Linked DNA regions of Mus musculus: all the other regions are linked to region 4. A link is a contact called in public Hi-C and promoter capture Hi-C data. All regions are on one chromosome and are shown on one strand. Each heading gives the region's core, a stretch centred on a gene start, on an enhancer-like site or on the middle of the called end of the contact. The rest is flanking DNA. Distances are from core to core; before and after follow the strand shown.

Region 1 (3,108 bases), core at 312-2,811, 220 kb before region 4:
ATGTACTGTTGTCGGGTTGCCCTCCTTCCCCCACCCCTTACCTTGTCTTGCTCCATCCTGTTTTCTCATATCCCTCTTTCCAAATAATCTTCCCATCTACTTTCATGTCCTTTTTGTTATTGTTATTGTTATTGTTATTGTTAAATCTTAGCTGGGTATAGGAGAGAAAAACGTGAGTGTGTGTGTGTGTGTGTGTGTGTGTGTGTGTGTGTGTGTTTCCAATTCTGGCTTGTTAAGCTGAAGACGATAATTTCTTGTTCCATCTACTTTCCTGCAACTGACCCAACTTCATTTTTCATAGCTGAATAATACTCCACTGTGTATTTTCACCCACCCTCACTGATGGGCATCGGGGTATCAGTCATCCCCTCTCTTTTACTATCTCTCTCCATTCTTCTCCCTCCTTTTTGTTTTGGAGTGTGGGGCCCTTGTAGAAGATTCCCAGAGAGTTTCCCTAGCTCTTGGCCTCCTTAGCAGTGAGCTCTCTTTCTCCTGCGGCAGTCACGGAGACAGCGGTGGGTTGGGTACTTAACTCCCTCAGACTATGTTCAAGATTTTGGCCTTGCATTCATGGCAATTACAGGAATAGTTTTCTCACATTTTAGAAATTATCATCAAAGATTTCAGGCTAATTCTATTTTTATTTTCATAGTCCAAGCAGAAGGTAAAAAGCAGGTGCAGACGTTCCCCACAAAGGGCTGAAGGTGGAGTATCTCCCCTGGGCCTTGACTCGTGGGCTGTTTAATCAAGGAGAAGCTACATTCCATGCTCAGCAATTTCCTGCCCTGAGATAGAGAGGCCACCTCGTCCCCTTGGTCTGGGTCTGATTGACAAGGGCATGGTCAGGTCACTTTGCCTTAGTTTTCTTTTTTCCATCTTGTCAGTGCTTTGTTTTTGCTTTCCACGCCCACCCCATTTTACCAATGTCAAGAAGGTGCACTACAGAGGGGCCGCACCTTCCCTGGCTGCCGGTGTTCCAAGTATTCCCTGCAGCTGGCTGGAGATGCTCCAACAGAGAAAGAGAAAACGGTGTGGTCTTTGGATACCTGCACCTAGGAGGTGGGGTGCATTTACCCACCCCAATGCAGAGCCCTGGGAACCTCTCCCAGCCCTATTGCCACAAAACAACTGAAAATGGAAGTATTACCAATTATTATCAGTTCCTGAGTGGGGAATATTGATCCAGGTCACGTCTTACAGCTTAACATCTAGAACGCGGCTGCCTTTCAGGTGCCCGAAGGGGACCTGCGCACACATTTGCCTGGAATATTGACAACCACGCACGCTGAAACCAGTGCCAGAGAAGTCGAATAAATTACAGCTCCATTAATGGGCCCGTCCGCCTCAATGGATGCCAGATGTTGCACAGGTGACCTAAAGGAATGCTACAATCCCCCAGTTCCCATAAATAATGGAAGAAGCTGTCAGGCGGGGTAGGCAAACATGGAGCACACAGACGGAGCCAGCATTCCTGATGTTTTAACGCTTTGTCCACCAAAGATTCTATTTGTCTTTCGATGGAGGAAATTAACGGAATGCAAGCCAGGAATAAGTTGGGTGAATGAAGCCCTGTGGCATCGTCTGTAGAACTGGGGTGGGAAAGGCTTGGTCTCGTCGAAACCTACAAGTACGTGCCTTCGTTTCTTGGCTTTTTGTCCCGAGTCTCTGCTCAGAGGAGACCTCAGCTTTTGGACACTGAGCCCTGGATGTTACTCCTGACACACAGTGCCACTTCCTATCATGTCTTCTCTGTTGGAATGTGTCTTACTGTGTGATTCTTTAAGCTGTGACCATTTAAACAATTCCTTATTTTTGAAAATTTCAAACATAAATTAAATAAAATATGATTACATCTACCACTATATCCATTCCCCTATATCCTACCTAACATCTGCCTCCCAACCTCATGCCTTTTTAAGATTTAAAAGGCCATCAGTGTGGGGTGTGAGTCCTCCACTGGAGCGTAGAAACCTGCAGTGGACACATCCTCAAAAAAAACCGAATGAGTCTTCTTTCCTCAGAAAGTATCCACTGCCAATAACTCTAACCCATGAGAGAAAAAGAAGGAAGGGGGGAGGGAGAGGGGGGAGAGGGAGATTGAGGGAAGGGGGAGAGAGGGAGGGAGGGAGGGAGAGAGAGAGGAAAAAAACAAGCAAAATCCCAACCAACCAGCCAATCAAGAGCCCACCATGGACTAAGCACGTAGAGTTCCAGCAACAACACAGTAATGAATGGAAGAGAATCTGCAATCCTACAGAACATTCCCGAGGGCTCATCTCATTCTGTTTTCTCTGAAGATTCTTTTGGACATTGTATTGAGCTGTAATTGACATACAGCCGAGGAAACATGCCTTAATGTACAATTGTGTAAGCTTGCTTCAGAGTACTGAGCCATGGGTAACTGACATCTTGCCGGGAACCCATGGTAAAGTGTAGTTTGCTAAGTCTACACCTGCGCCCATTCATAGTTAACCATCTCCCCATCTTCGCTCTGTCCCCAGACAACTCTGCAGGCCACTCCACGTGCTCTAGAGCTGGTCTTTGGGGGCCTGAGTGGTGCTCACTTTGGCATGTACTTGTCAATATGGTTGAAGGTCAAGATACCAACTCCTTGCTTTCTTTCCATCTATCCTTTCTTCCTTCCTCTCTCTCTCTCTCTCTCTCTCTCTCTCTCTCTCTCTCTTTCTTTCTTTCCTCCTTCCTTCCTTCCTTCCTTCCTTCCCTCCTCCCTCCCTCCCTCTCTTTCTTCCCTCCCTCCTTCCTTCCCTACTTCCTTCCTTCCTTCTATACCTTTCTTCTTTCTTTCAAAAAGCCTCTGCATCTTTCTGTTCCCTCTCTTGGAGCTGGGCTTATGTTATATTTTGCTTCTCGGTGTGATAAGATCCTTATAATATGATTTTATGAAATAATCTGAGGTGTTTTTAAAAACGTTCTGCAAGAAGAAAGCAGACCCTGTCTCTCCCCATCCTGAGGTATTCACGCTCCCCTCTCCAGGCCCTCAGGGCTCCACAGCCTACTCCTGCAGCTGTTCTTGGGCCCTAGTTCTTACTGTGATATTGAGTCTCCATTTTGCTTATTTGAAGAAGTATTTCTCTCTCCTTCGTTATC
Region 2 (3,432 bases), core at 906-3,405, 200 kb before region 4:
TGGCTGCTTTTCAAATTGTAAATGATACATTTCTCAAGCTATGTGGTGACATGCATGCTAGTGTATAAATATTCTAGAACCATACACATTTTCTGTGCATTTCCATTACTCATATTTTACAACATAATATAGAACACATGAATGTATCCACAAGGAAACATGGACACTAGTGTTCATGAAGCAATAATAATAATAACAACAATAATAATTACTGATGTGTTCATAATGAGAACAGACACACGACTGTGGGTTATCCACACCATGAAGTTCTGTTGGGTAGCTCACTCCAACAGGGTGAGTCCAAAACACTCTGTGTTAAGGGAAGAGTAAAAACAAGGATCCTAACATGGCTTTTTGTGACAGGAAGGATTTGGGAAGGCTGTAGAATTTGCCTCAGGGATAAGCAGGTTTGCCCTGATCAGGAGAAACTGTTTGAAGGAAGGGAAATAAACTGTGTTTTGGGTTGTACAACTCTACATTTACAAATTACTGAGTTGTTTCTACCACTGCTTCACAAAAGCAGCACAATTCCTAACTACATTCTAAATATTTATCTTCAGACCCACAGATAAATGTAGCTCTCACCCCTCTTAAAAGAAACTTCTCTTTACAACAGATGGAGACCATTACAGAAAAACCACAATCAATCAAATGATCATGTGGTACCCAGCCCCGGGTGACACATAGCACACACAGCTCCTGCACTCAAGGTTCAGGGAACATCACGGAATAAGGGCAGAAAGATTGTACAAAAGAGAGAAATTTTACTGTGAGATTTCACCTCTTAGAACTGACAGAGAAGCTACATCCATCCATGAAATTGCATCAACATGATTGCTTAAACAAGACCTGAACTGCAGCAACACCAAGACGCACATTAATATGAAACAGGGAAATCTCTCGGGGTCCCAACCCGAACCAAAGAATGAAAGGCAAGTAAAGGATGCAGTGAATGGGAAGAATAATCTTCCCTGATTGGTTATCCAATGCCATGTGGTCAGCCCCCAAATCATGTGTCATATACATGCAAGTGACATTATATGAGCTGAGCAGGGTGTGTGTGTGTATGTATACACATAGCTTGTGTGTGTGTGTATATATATGTACATATATATGTTTATATATATACATATGTACATATATATGTAAATGTCGTGAGAGAAGAGAGAGGCATGAAATCAAGAGAGGATGGTGGGGGATGCATGGGGATGGGTTAAAGGAGGAAAACTATATAATTATATTTTAACTTAAAAAATAACTTGGCCTGGATAGATGGCTCAATAGTCAAGTGCACATGTTGCTGTTACTGGGTTTGGTTTCCAGCACCACTTAGCTGGCCAGCAATGGCAGGGTCCAGTAGCTTGTGCCCTTGTCCCCTCATGCTCCCCCTATGGAGACTGGAATATTACATCAGATTATAGAAAGAGCAGAGGGAGGGGTCACTCCTGTTTGTGACCTGAGGAAGTGCATCACATTTTAAGCATATGGGACTCATTTCGCCTTGTGCATGGCTTTGAGGCTGGGCACATCCTGACAACACGGACGGTTACACCAGCCTGTCTTTCTGCCGTCCTCGCTGTGACCACACTGCTCTGAGTATTTCAGTCTGTGGCCTCATTTTGGCCACGTGCAGCCGGCACCAGCTCAGTGGCTGGGCCACACCAGTGCAGGCCACACAAACAGGAGAGCTAGCCAAGCCCCCAGCAGTTCTGTCCGCGAGGCTGCCGCGCGCTGCATCTCTGAGGCTACCCTGCTGGTGGTGATCACTCACAAGGTTCACACCATGGTACCTGCAGTGGCTGGCTGGGCATGTGGGGGAGGAAAGTGCACATGGCTGACTATGGAAAAGGCAAAACTCTAGCTGGAATCTGAAGGAAGTCAGGGACTTATCCTGCTACAGGCTTCTCCTGGGCACAGAGAAAGTGCCCGTGAGGTTGTCTGTTGAAGAGCACGCATGGAGATACATGGGAAAGTGACTGAGACCTGCCTGGAGGACCAGTGATGAAAGACTGATAGACACAGAGAAAAGGCAGGGGTGACACCAGACGACCATGGACTGATGCCTGGGCCACGCGTTCCTCCTGTAAAGACTTCCTGCTTGAAGCTGGGGCGAGCACAGGCTCCTTCCATCGGTTTCTTCTTTCGCTGATGAGAACCAGGCCGCAGCAGTGCGTGAGGAAAGGCGTGATGACATTTAGCTTTGCACCAGCAGAAACACTTTAAGAGATTTAAAGATGCTTATCTCAGTTAAACCAGGGGAATGTTTGGGCCCATGAAAGCAAACAGCCTCTGGCAGCCTCTTTTCTTCCCCTCCCTGTAGGATCTTTCAGAGTGCCCCCAGAGCTGCTACGGGGCCTCAACACCCCAGCGCGCCCCCATCTCTAGCGTTCTTTGTTTTATTAACATTCTAAGTGTTTAGCAATGTCAGTAGAAAGCTACGATGACAAGTTTCTGGCGGCTCTTCTCTGGAAACAGTGAGGACAGCGAGTCGTTACAGGTGTGCCAGAGGCTACACTGTCACCAGAATAAGTCTAGCAAAGAGCCATTGGCCCCCAGGTCAGGGAGGGGCGGGAACTGTCTAGTCGAGTCCCCAGTGTGCTGGGCTCTACAAGTGTCTGGCAATGATTTTTAAGAGTGGTATAAAGGCTGAGCCCCAGCTCCACACGGTGCCAGCACACTTGAGAAGCTCAGAGCAACGAGGCTCTTTTTAAAGGTTGTAGCTGAAAATGAGCTCTTAAGACCACTTACAACCATAGTGATTTATGCAGCTGAATAAACACGGCATTTAAAAAGAAAAATTTTAAACTATAAAGTATGACATATTTAATGGGGACGGGGTGATGTGATAGGATCACCAAACTTCGTAAAACTTTAAATAAAATTAACACACATCACTTTTAATACACCCATGTCAAAGCATCTTAAAGTCGCAAGAAATAAACACATAGGACCTTGGCCCCCTTTTAAAGCCACACTAACATGTGAATCCTTATCTCCATTTATCAGAGGCTTTTTATAGCCTGGGTGGATGACAGAGATCCGGTTTCAGTGCTGCTAACAGTTTCCTTTGATGTTCTAATCCTGGGAGGTCGGAGGGAGACCCTCCACAAACCTCTGGGCTCTGGTGCTAGCTGGCACTTCTCCGCTCTGCTGCAGGCTCTCTGCACACTCTTTCTCCTACAACCTGCTCCTGCCTTTGAGTCCTAAGGCTGACACTGGTCTGGCCTGTTTCATTTCTATTGTGCCCAGGAATATCCCTCCAAACTAGGAGCTCTTTATTGGGCACACTGCAAGACTTGGGGCAGACCACTACCTCCTGGCCTCTGGTGCATTTGACTTCTACCTATATCCTGCTAGCCCTTCCTTCTGCCTGTTTCCAGCTTCCACCTTGTTCCTGGTGTTTCTTTAATCCTCTTCCTTGCATCTGCCGTC
Region 3 (3,046 bases), core at 247-2,746, 180 kb before region 4:
AAAGTTAACGGACTGACTGTGCTTACCAAGGGACGCGTTCTCACTAGAGCACCCAACTTAGCCATGAGCCATCGGCTTCCGTACCTTGTGCACAATCCATGCGTGTCTGCCCCATGTTGGGAAACAAACCTGCTGGCACCTTGCACAGCCCATCCTTGCTGTCAGAAGGTGGCCCAGGCTGGACAGCCCTGTGTGCTATTCTGGAAGGAGAGCCAGCCCCTCCTTATTTACATACTTAAAACTGTTTGATTCATAAACCACAGCCCAAATATTTTCTTTTAAAATCTCTGTAAGTATTGAGACATACTTCACAGAAAGCTCTGTGTGTCCCCGAGAGCAGCTGCACTGGAGAATACCTGCCTTGTTTTATAGAAAAACACCTAAATCATTCCTTGAGGTCCAGCCATTGGGGCATTCAGATCAAAACTGACTTCTGAAGAAACAGGCCTTGTTGATTTTTTGTTTTACAAAGATGATGATTTGGCTAAGCATTTAGACATTCCTCCCAGGGCAGAGGTATCAGCCCATCCAGAAACTATCGGGGTTGAAATGATTAATTACCCAATAGACTCTTTCAGAACGGTGTTTATACTGCCATGTGCAACACCACAGGAGTGCAGAAATGCCTTCCAAATTCCCAGGCTTCTTCCAAGACTATAGAGGAGAAGCTGGGCTTGGTGCCAGGTAGAGCCTTTCCAAGGCCATAACAGTGACCCATGGGCACCGAGGCCTCGAAGAGAAGAGCCCATGTCCACAGCTTCCTCTGCATCCCACTTGCACTTTGGCCACTAGTGTCTTCCATCAAGAAGGATGGTGTACAGGTTAGAGTGTCCATGCAGCTGGATGAAGGACTGGGGAAGAAAGCCAGGCTGCAGCCTCCCTGGGTCTCGGCAGGATCCACGGAGCAGGTGTGTGCCAGCCAGTAGCACAAACCACGCTCTGTTGGGTGAAGGTGGCTGGCCTAGCCTCCCGCTGCTCTGCACAGACTTTGCCTTGGCAGTGGCTGTCCATTGCCTAAACGCCCAGTTCACTTCAGCTGCAGTGTTTGCTCTCTTTGCTTGGATAAAACAATCTTTCTCTGGGTAATTTGAGACCCTGGAGGTGAACATGTGGTGTTATTTTTCTCGCTCTTTCACCAAGTTCATTTTTCTGGGAACTAGGAAAGGCTCATTATGTGAGTCTGCATCTAATCTACAGAAATGGTAATGGTTGATGTTGCTTTCCGAAGGTCCCTCCCCACTTGCACCCTGACTCCCCATCCATTCCTTTGCTTTGTTCTAAAACCAAAGCCTGTGCAGTTGGTATGGTCAGCAGAACAATGGCATAAAACTTGGATTAGTAACATTTCTCACTGCTGTGAAAAAGCCCCTGACAAAAGCAACAGAACGAAGGTCTTGGTTCATGGTTCTGTGATACAGCACATGACAGCAGGGGAGGCAGGCAGCAGGAACATAAGGCTATGCAGCAGGAGCATGGGGACATGCAGCAGGAACATAAGGCCATGCAGCAGGAGCATGGGGACATGCAGCAGGAACATAAGGCCATGCAGCAGGAGCACGGGGACATGCAGCAGGAGCATGGGGCATGCAGCAGGAGCATGGGGACATGCAGCAGGAGCATGGGGACATGCAGCAGGAGCATAAGGCCATGCAGCAGGAGCATGGGGACATGCAGCAGGAGCGTGGGAACATGCAGCAGGAGCATGGGACATGCAGCAGGAGCATGGGACATGCAGCAGGAGCATGGGACATGCAGCAGGAGCATGGGGACATGCAGCAGGAGCATAAGGCCATGCAGCAGGAGCATGGGGACATGCAGCAGGAGCGTGGGAACATGCAGCAGGAGCATGGGACATGCAGCAGGAGCATGGGACATGCAGCAGGAGCATGGGGACATGCAGTAGGAGCATGAGGCTATGCAGCAGGAGCGAGAGGACATGCAACAGGAGCATAGGGACATGCAGCAGGAGCAAGAGGACATGCAGCAGGAGCATGAAGCCATGTAGCAGAAGCATGAGGACATGCATCAGGAGCATGGGACATGCATCAGGAGCATGGGACATACAGCAGGAGCATGGGACATGCAGCAGGAGCATGGGGACATGCAGCAGGAGCATGAAGCCATGCAGCAGAAGCATGAGGACATGCATCAGGAGCATGGGACATGCATCAGGAGCATGGGACATGCAGCAGGAGCATGGGGACATGCAGCAGGAGCATGGGACATGCAGCAGGAGTGAGGGGACATGCAGCAGGAGCGAGGGGACATGCAGCAGGAGTGAGGGGACATGCAGCAAGAGCATTATTTCTTAGGTGATCCTAGATTGTATCTAATTGGCAGCATTAAACACCTTGAAAAGTGAAAAGCCAAGACACTAGGGACAGAAGCTTCCCAGACTCAAGCGCAGGGGCAGTAAGACACGTTTGCCTCCCACTAAAGGGTCTTCTACCCCATTCATTTGAAAGAATAAATATAAATGATAATAAAATTTAAAGTAAATTAAAAAAAACATACTACATGAAAAACAAAGTTTTAGCTATTGCTAATTTGGCAACAGAGTGTCTATCAGATTTTCCATGTTAGTAGTATCCCAGGACTTTGTTAAATTTTCTTAATGTATGTAATTGGCATATGTGTGTTAGGTCAATTTTCAAATAATTGGAAGAATTTAGTTATGATAGCAGCCATGAAAGGTGTGTTGTTGTTTTTATTGTTGTTGTTGTTGTTGATATTGTTGTGGCCATGCAGCTCACCTGAGTCCTTTCTCTCTCTTCTCATCACCAGAAGTCCATTTCTGGGGTATCTTGGTGGCCTTGGTACAACCTGAGCTGCCTTCTCTACATTCTCAGCATGGATAAGTGTTGCTCCACTTGGCTGTTTCTAGCTCTTCTTCCTCAATATTGTAGGTTCCTTGTGTAACTGATGTGCCATGCTTACCCTCAAAATAATACCAATAGATTTTATGCTAATAATATTTAAGTGTTTGTGCTAATAGTATGATGCTGGTAATAATATATTAGGCTTTTTGAGGCTGGACATGCTACAT
Region 4 (3,392 bases), core at 773-3,272:
GTAAGACCAACTCCCAGCTCCCGTAAAGAGACCCCACAAGCAGCTGGCACCCATGGAGCCCAGGAAACCTTGCAACAGTGTAAAGAGACAAAGGGGGAAAGCAATAAGTTTCCAGAAGGGGTAGGGCAAGAAAAGAAAATCTGTCCTGTTTACCAATCTTAGACAGAGAGGGGGGGGGCGGTGGGGAGAGAGCGCACAGAGGGTGAGACATGTCTACTTGATACTTTTAGAAAATAGTATAGTGATTACACAAGTCTGCTGCTTAGAGCTCAGATACATGGTGCTAAGACCTTTTGAGAACTGGCCAGTTTCCCAGTGGACTTTTTAAATTTGCTCGAAGTGTGTGCACGAGCTCTGTACATACATGAACATCTGTGCACACATTCATATATGAATGCATGCATGTCGTCCCTTCAGGCTCTTCGGGGTAGGGCAAGACTGGGAGTGAAAACTCCCTGCAGTTTCCAGCTATGGTTCTAATCTATCAGTCGCTCACGAGACACAAGGCAGGGCCCTAGGACTGCCCCAGAAGAATTTTAGGTATGAACAATGAACTCACTCAATCTTCCCCCTTTCAAGCTGCTGAGAAACAGGGAGAGGGGAAGAAAAAGCAACAGGCTGGCCAGCTTGCTTCACTTTTGCAAAAAGCTTCGACTCGTGGGCTAGCCCTGGTTTTCCATAGGCTAAGCACCCTCCCCAGGGCACCTACCACTCCAACACTCCTCTCCACGGGAGCCTGCTCACCACCTTGGTGTTTTCTTAAGCACTTGTTCAAAAACACGTTTAAGTGGAATGCTTTCGTTTCTGCAGATTGCATTAATTATGGGTTCCCTAGCGCGCGGGCCGCAGAAGGGCTGCCCGCCGGGCTCTGCAGACACCAGCCCGCAGGAGTGGCCGCGGTTGTGTTGGCCCGAGGTGGACGCGCTCAGCCCCCATCCACAGCGCGGCTTTTGGCACCTCACCTCGCGCCTTGGCGTAGCCAGTACTGCAACTAAGAGAGACAAACTTAGAGCGGTCAACCACAGTGCCACGCGCGCTCGGGAGCGCGCCCTGGCGCGCACTGCATCCTGCTCCTGAGGAGAGGACCCACGAGACCAGGGGCGCTCCTCTATGCCTCCTGTGCTGGAGATTGTTCCTCCTCTATGAGTTGTTTTTTTTGTTTTTTGGCTTTTGGATTTTGGATTTTTTTTTTTAAAGAAACGCGCTCTTTAATTCAATGTCATATCTGCTTCTTCCTCTCAATTAAGGGTTCTCTGAGATGCTCCGCCACAAGTGGAACACATGGGATGTGGCCCCTTTCTCCCCCATAAGGGGGGTTGGGGTACAAGGGGTCCTCGTGGCGCTGGAGCCGAAGATTGCCCGCTTCCTAATCCTAGGCTGGGTCGGTGGCGTTGGCAAGGTGGGCACCCAGTCCCGGTGAGTTCGCCCTGAAAGAGCTGAGGTGCATAAGTGGCCCAGATCCTTGTTCCTGTGCCATCTCATCTCGCCCAAAGTGGGGGACTCCAGGCACTCCTGCATGTCAACTCCCTTCTATCCTGGACTAGTAGGACCAGCAGCCCTTCACATACTGAGTAGCTATCGACCCTGGACACGCACGCTGTGGGACTCTCCCGAACCCACCTGTTGGGGATTGCTGGGCCACCTGCTCCCGGAGCCTTGTCCCAGAAGGAAGAGTGGGTTCTCAGTGAGGGACAACAGAGAAAGACAGGGGCGCGTCCCGGGACTTACCGTGAGCGCTGAGAACTTCTGCGCGGGCACCGGCGGCAGCAAGGCAGCGAGCAGCGGCAGCCAGCACAGCTGTGGCGGCAGCATGGTGACGCTGGAGGGGACCAAGCGAGGCAGACGCCCCACGCGCTGCGCCCTGGCACTCGGCGAAGATCCGGTGTGCGAACGTGCGGGCGAGCGGGCTAGAACTGCTCCGCGGTCCTATGGCCGCTGGTGGAGACCGCACGGCCCCTCCGTGCGCTCTGGCCGGCGCTCCCCGAACTGCCGCTGCTGCTGTCAAACAGCCCTAGTTTCCCCGGATCCTCCTGTCCCGCCCTCTTCGCCCTCCCGCCCGCAAATCTCCTCCCTCCGCCCCACCTCCCTTAGCCACCGCGCCCGCGCAGGGGCCGCCCGGCGCGCAGGGCTGTGAAGGAGACAGCGAAGGCTACCAGGACTAGGCAAGCGTGTGTTGATGCTGTTTGCACGCCTCCTTCAAGCCAATGCCAGGGCACACCTTACAGGCATGCACACTCACACTGGCTCCAAGAGATGCACTGAGCCCCACCCTCCTGGCCTAGGGCGCCTTCTGTCTTCACCTTGGAGGGTCCCCACTGTGCCTTGGCTCGCCTGTGGCTTTACATTCACCAGAATGTAGCACTCTGAGATGCTAAGTGGTCATTGGCTCCTCGGTAGGGCCTCTGAGAACACCAGGAGTCCTGCATCTTTCCGCAGGTTAACGAGGAGGGCGGGAGGGGTCTGAAAACAGATCTGTGAGGCAGATGACTTCCTTGAGTTGGGCAAACTTAGAGAAAGGTGAGCGCACACATTGATGTGGCCGCTTCAAACAGTTTAGGCAAGCATTTCAGGTGTTCGGCAGCAAGCGCATTTGAGTAGGCTTTTGACTGTGATAGAAACCAAGGGGATTTTGCGCACCAGGTCCTGCAAAAGGAGCATTGCTGAAATAGTTTAGCCCTGGCTGGTAGCTTCACAGGAAAAGGCCCTAATTCTACCTCACGCAGAAAGCCAGCTGGGAAGACTTTCGAGAACAAAGAATCAATTGACTTGTCAGGGCCTCTCTGTAGGGAGCAAAACAGCAAGCTCACCTCTAACTTCTCTCTCCTCTGCTGCTCTGGAGATTCCTGTGAGATCGTAGACCAATCAGAAAGCAGCTACCCTGCCCTAGCCCAACACGGGGACCTCTGGAGAAGAACAGCGCTGGAGCTCCAAAAGGATAGCCTTGAAGAATGAAGTCAACCGAGCAAACAGTCCCAACTTCATCAGGTGGGCTGTGCCTATTTTCAGGAGGTCATTAGGAGTGGGCTTGTGGACAGCTGACATTCCCTCACTGGAGGAGAGAACGAATGGGAAGTATCACTGGACTTCACCTCAGATGGCGGGTGTTCGTGCAGTTCTTCCTAATAGTTGTCCTTCAGGGCCTCTGGAGGTACTCGAGATCATGAGCTGGGGCAAATTCCCCGAGAGGGGCTCCATCTATGTGGGTGTGGAAGCCATCATCCAAGCTGTGTGAAGACTGGACTATGGATGCTCTGACGTTAATCACATTCCTGCAGTGAACCCCTCACCTATGCATGTTAGTAAGCACAAGCTCACTAGCTCCCCGTGCTGAACTCCCCATGGAATCCTAGTTTGTTTTGCCACTGGGGCCTTTTGAGGAGAGATAGATCTTG

The links. Promoter capture Hi-C pulls out the DNA fragments that hold promoters and counts their contacts. A called contact is a pair of places that touch in the nucleus more often than the background predicts.
Region 1: a promoter capture Hi-C map of second pharyngeal arch cranial neural crest shows a contact between it and region 4, with 5 times the contacts expected there. The contact joins the enhancer-like site here to the promoter of Smoc2 in region 4. A contact is called at or near these places in 12 of 39 promoter capture datasets (the HPC-7 cell line, the SN4741 cell line, cranial neural crest and 7 more), 6 of 484 Hi-C or Micro-C datasets (embryonic fibroblasts, embryonic stem cells, myocytes and 1 more), 10 of 115 datasets of contacts at active chromatin or transcription factors (craniofacial prominence, embryonic basal ganglia, embryonic hindbrain and 7 more) and 1 of 9 other capture datasets (pancreatic islet).
Region 2: a contact with region 4 is called in a Hi-C map of uterus, with 4 times the contacts expected there. The contact joins the enhancer-like site here to the promoter of Smoc2 in region 4. A contact is called at or near these places in 12 of 39 promoter capture datasets (the 3T3-L1 cell line, the HPC-7 cell line, the SN4741 cell line and 8 more), 4 of 484 Hi-C or Micro-C datasets (embryonic fibroblasts, nephron progenitors and uterus), 6 of 115 datasets of contacts at active chromatin or transcription factors (craniofacial prominence, embryonic hindbrain, embryonic limb bud and 3 more) and 1 of 9 other capture datasets (embryonic stem cells).
Region 3: a promoter capture Hi-C map of cranial neural crest shows a contact between it and region 4. The contact joins the enhancer-like site here to the promoter of Smoc2 in region 4. A contact is called at or near these places in 11 of 39 promoter capture datasets (the 3T3-L1 cell line, cranial neural crest, embryonic stem cells and 6 more), 1 of 15 datasets of contacts at CTCF or cohesin (the NIH/3T3 cell line), 1 of 484 Hi-C or Micro-C datasets (nephron progenitors), 2 of 115 datasets of contacts at active chromatin or transcription factors (craniofacial prominence and stem cell-derived neural progenitor cells) and 1 of 9 other capture datasets (embryonic stem cells).

The regions. Positions count from the first base shown.
Region 1 is chr17:14,495,549-14,498,656 of GRCm38.p6, reverse strand. No RefSeq gene overlaps it. Among named protein-coding and RNA genes, the nearest start is that of Gm34916, 25 kb to the left of the region's middle. Within about 2 kb of position 1,561, at least 7 of the 459 cell types and tissues checked have an H3K27ac peak or open chromatin away from gene starts, as enhancers often do. A contact at or near this core is called in embryonic limb bud and second pharyngeal arch cranial neural crest, where this site is marked.
Region 2 is chr17:14,475,149-14,478,580 of GRCm38.p6, reverse strand. All of the region lies in intron 1 of Gm38551 (a long non-coding RNA gene), which reads right to left. Among named protein-coding and RNA genes, the nearest start is that of Gm38551, 27 kb to the right of the region's middle. Within about 2 kb of position 2,155, at least 31 of the 459 cell types and tissues checked have an H3K27ac peak or open chromatin away from gene starts, as enhancers often do. A contact at or near this core is called in uterus, where this site is marked.
Region 3 is chr17:14,453,276-14,456,321 of GRCm38.p6, reverse strand. The region is part of intron 1 of Gm38551 (a long non-coding RNA gene); the gene reads right to left. Among named protein-coding and RNA genes, the nearest start is that of Gm38551, 4.9 kb to the right of the region's middle. Within about 2 kb of position 1,496, at least 22 of the 459 cell types and tissues checked have an H3K27ac peak or open chromatin away from gene starts, as enhancers often do. A contact at or near this core is called in second pharyngeal arch cranial neural crest, where this site is marked.
Region 4 is chr17:14,278,136-14,281,527 of GRCm38.p6, reverse strand. Smoc2 (SPARC related modular calcium binding 2) reads right to left here and starts at 2,022. Exons shown (of 13, transcript NM_022315.2): 1 at 1,729-2,022. The coding sequence starts at 1,812. It overlaps Gm52280 (a long non-coding RNA gene), which reads left to right and starts at 1,017. Exons shown (of 3, transcript XR_003952216.1): 1 at 1,017-1,416; 2 at 2,840-2,985.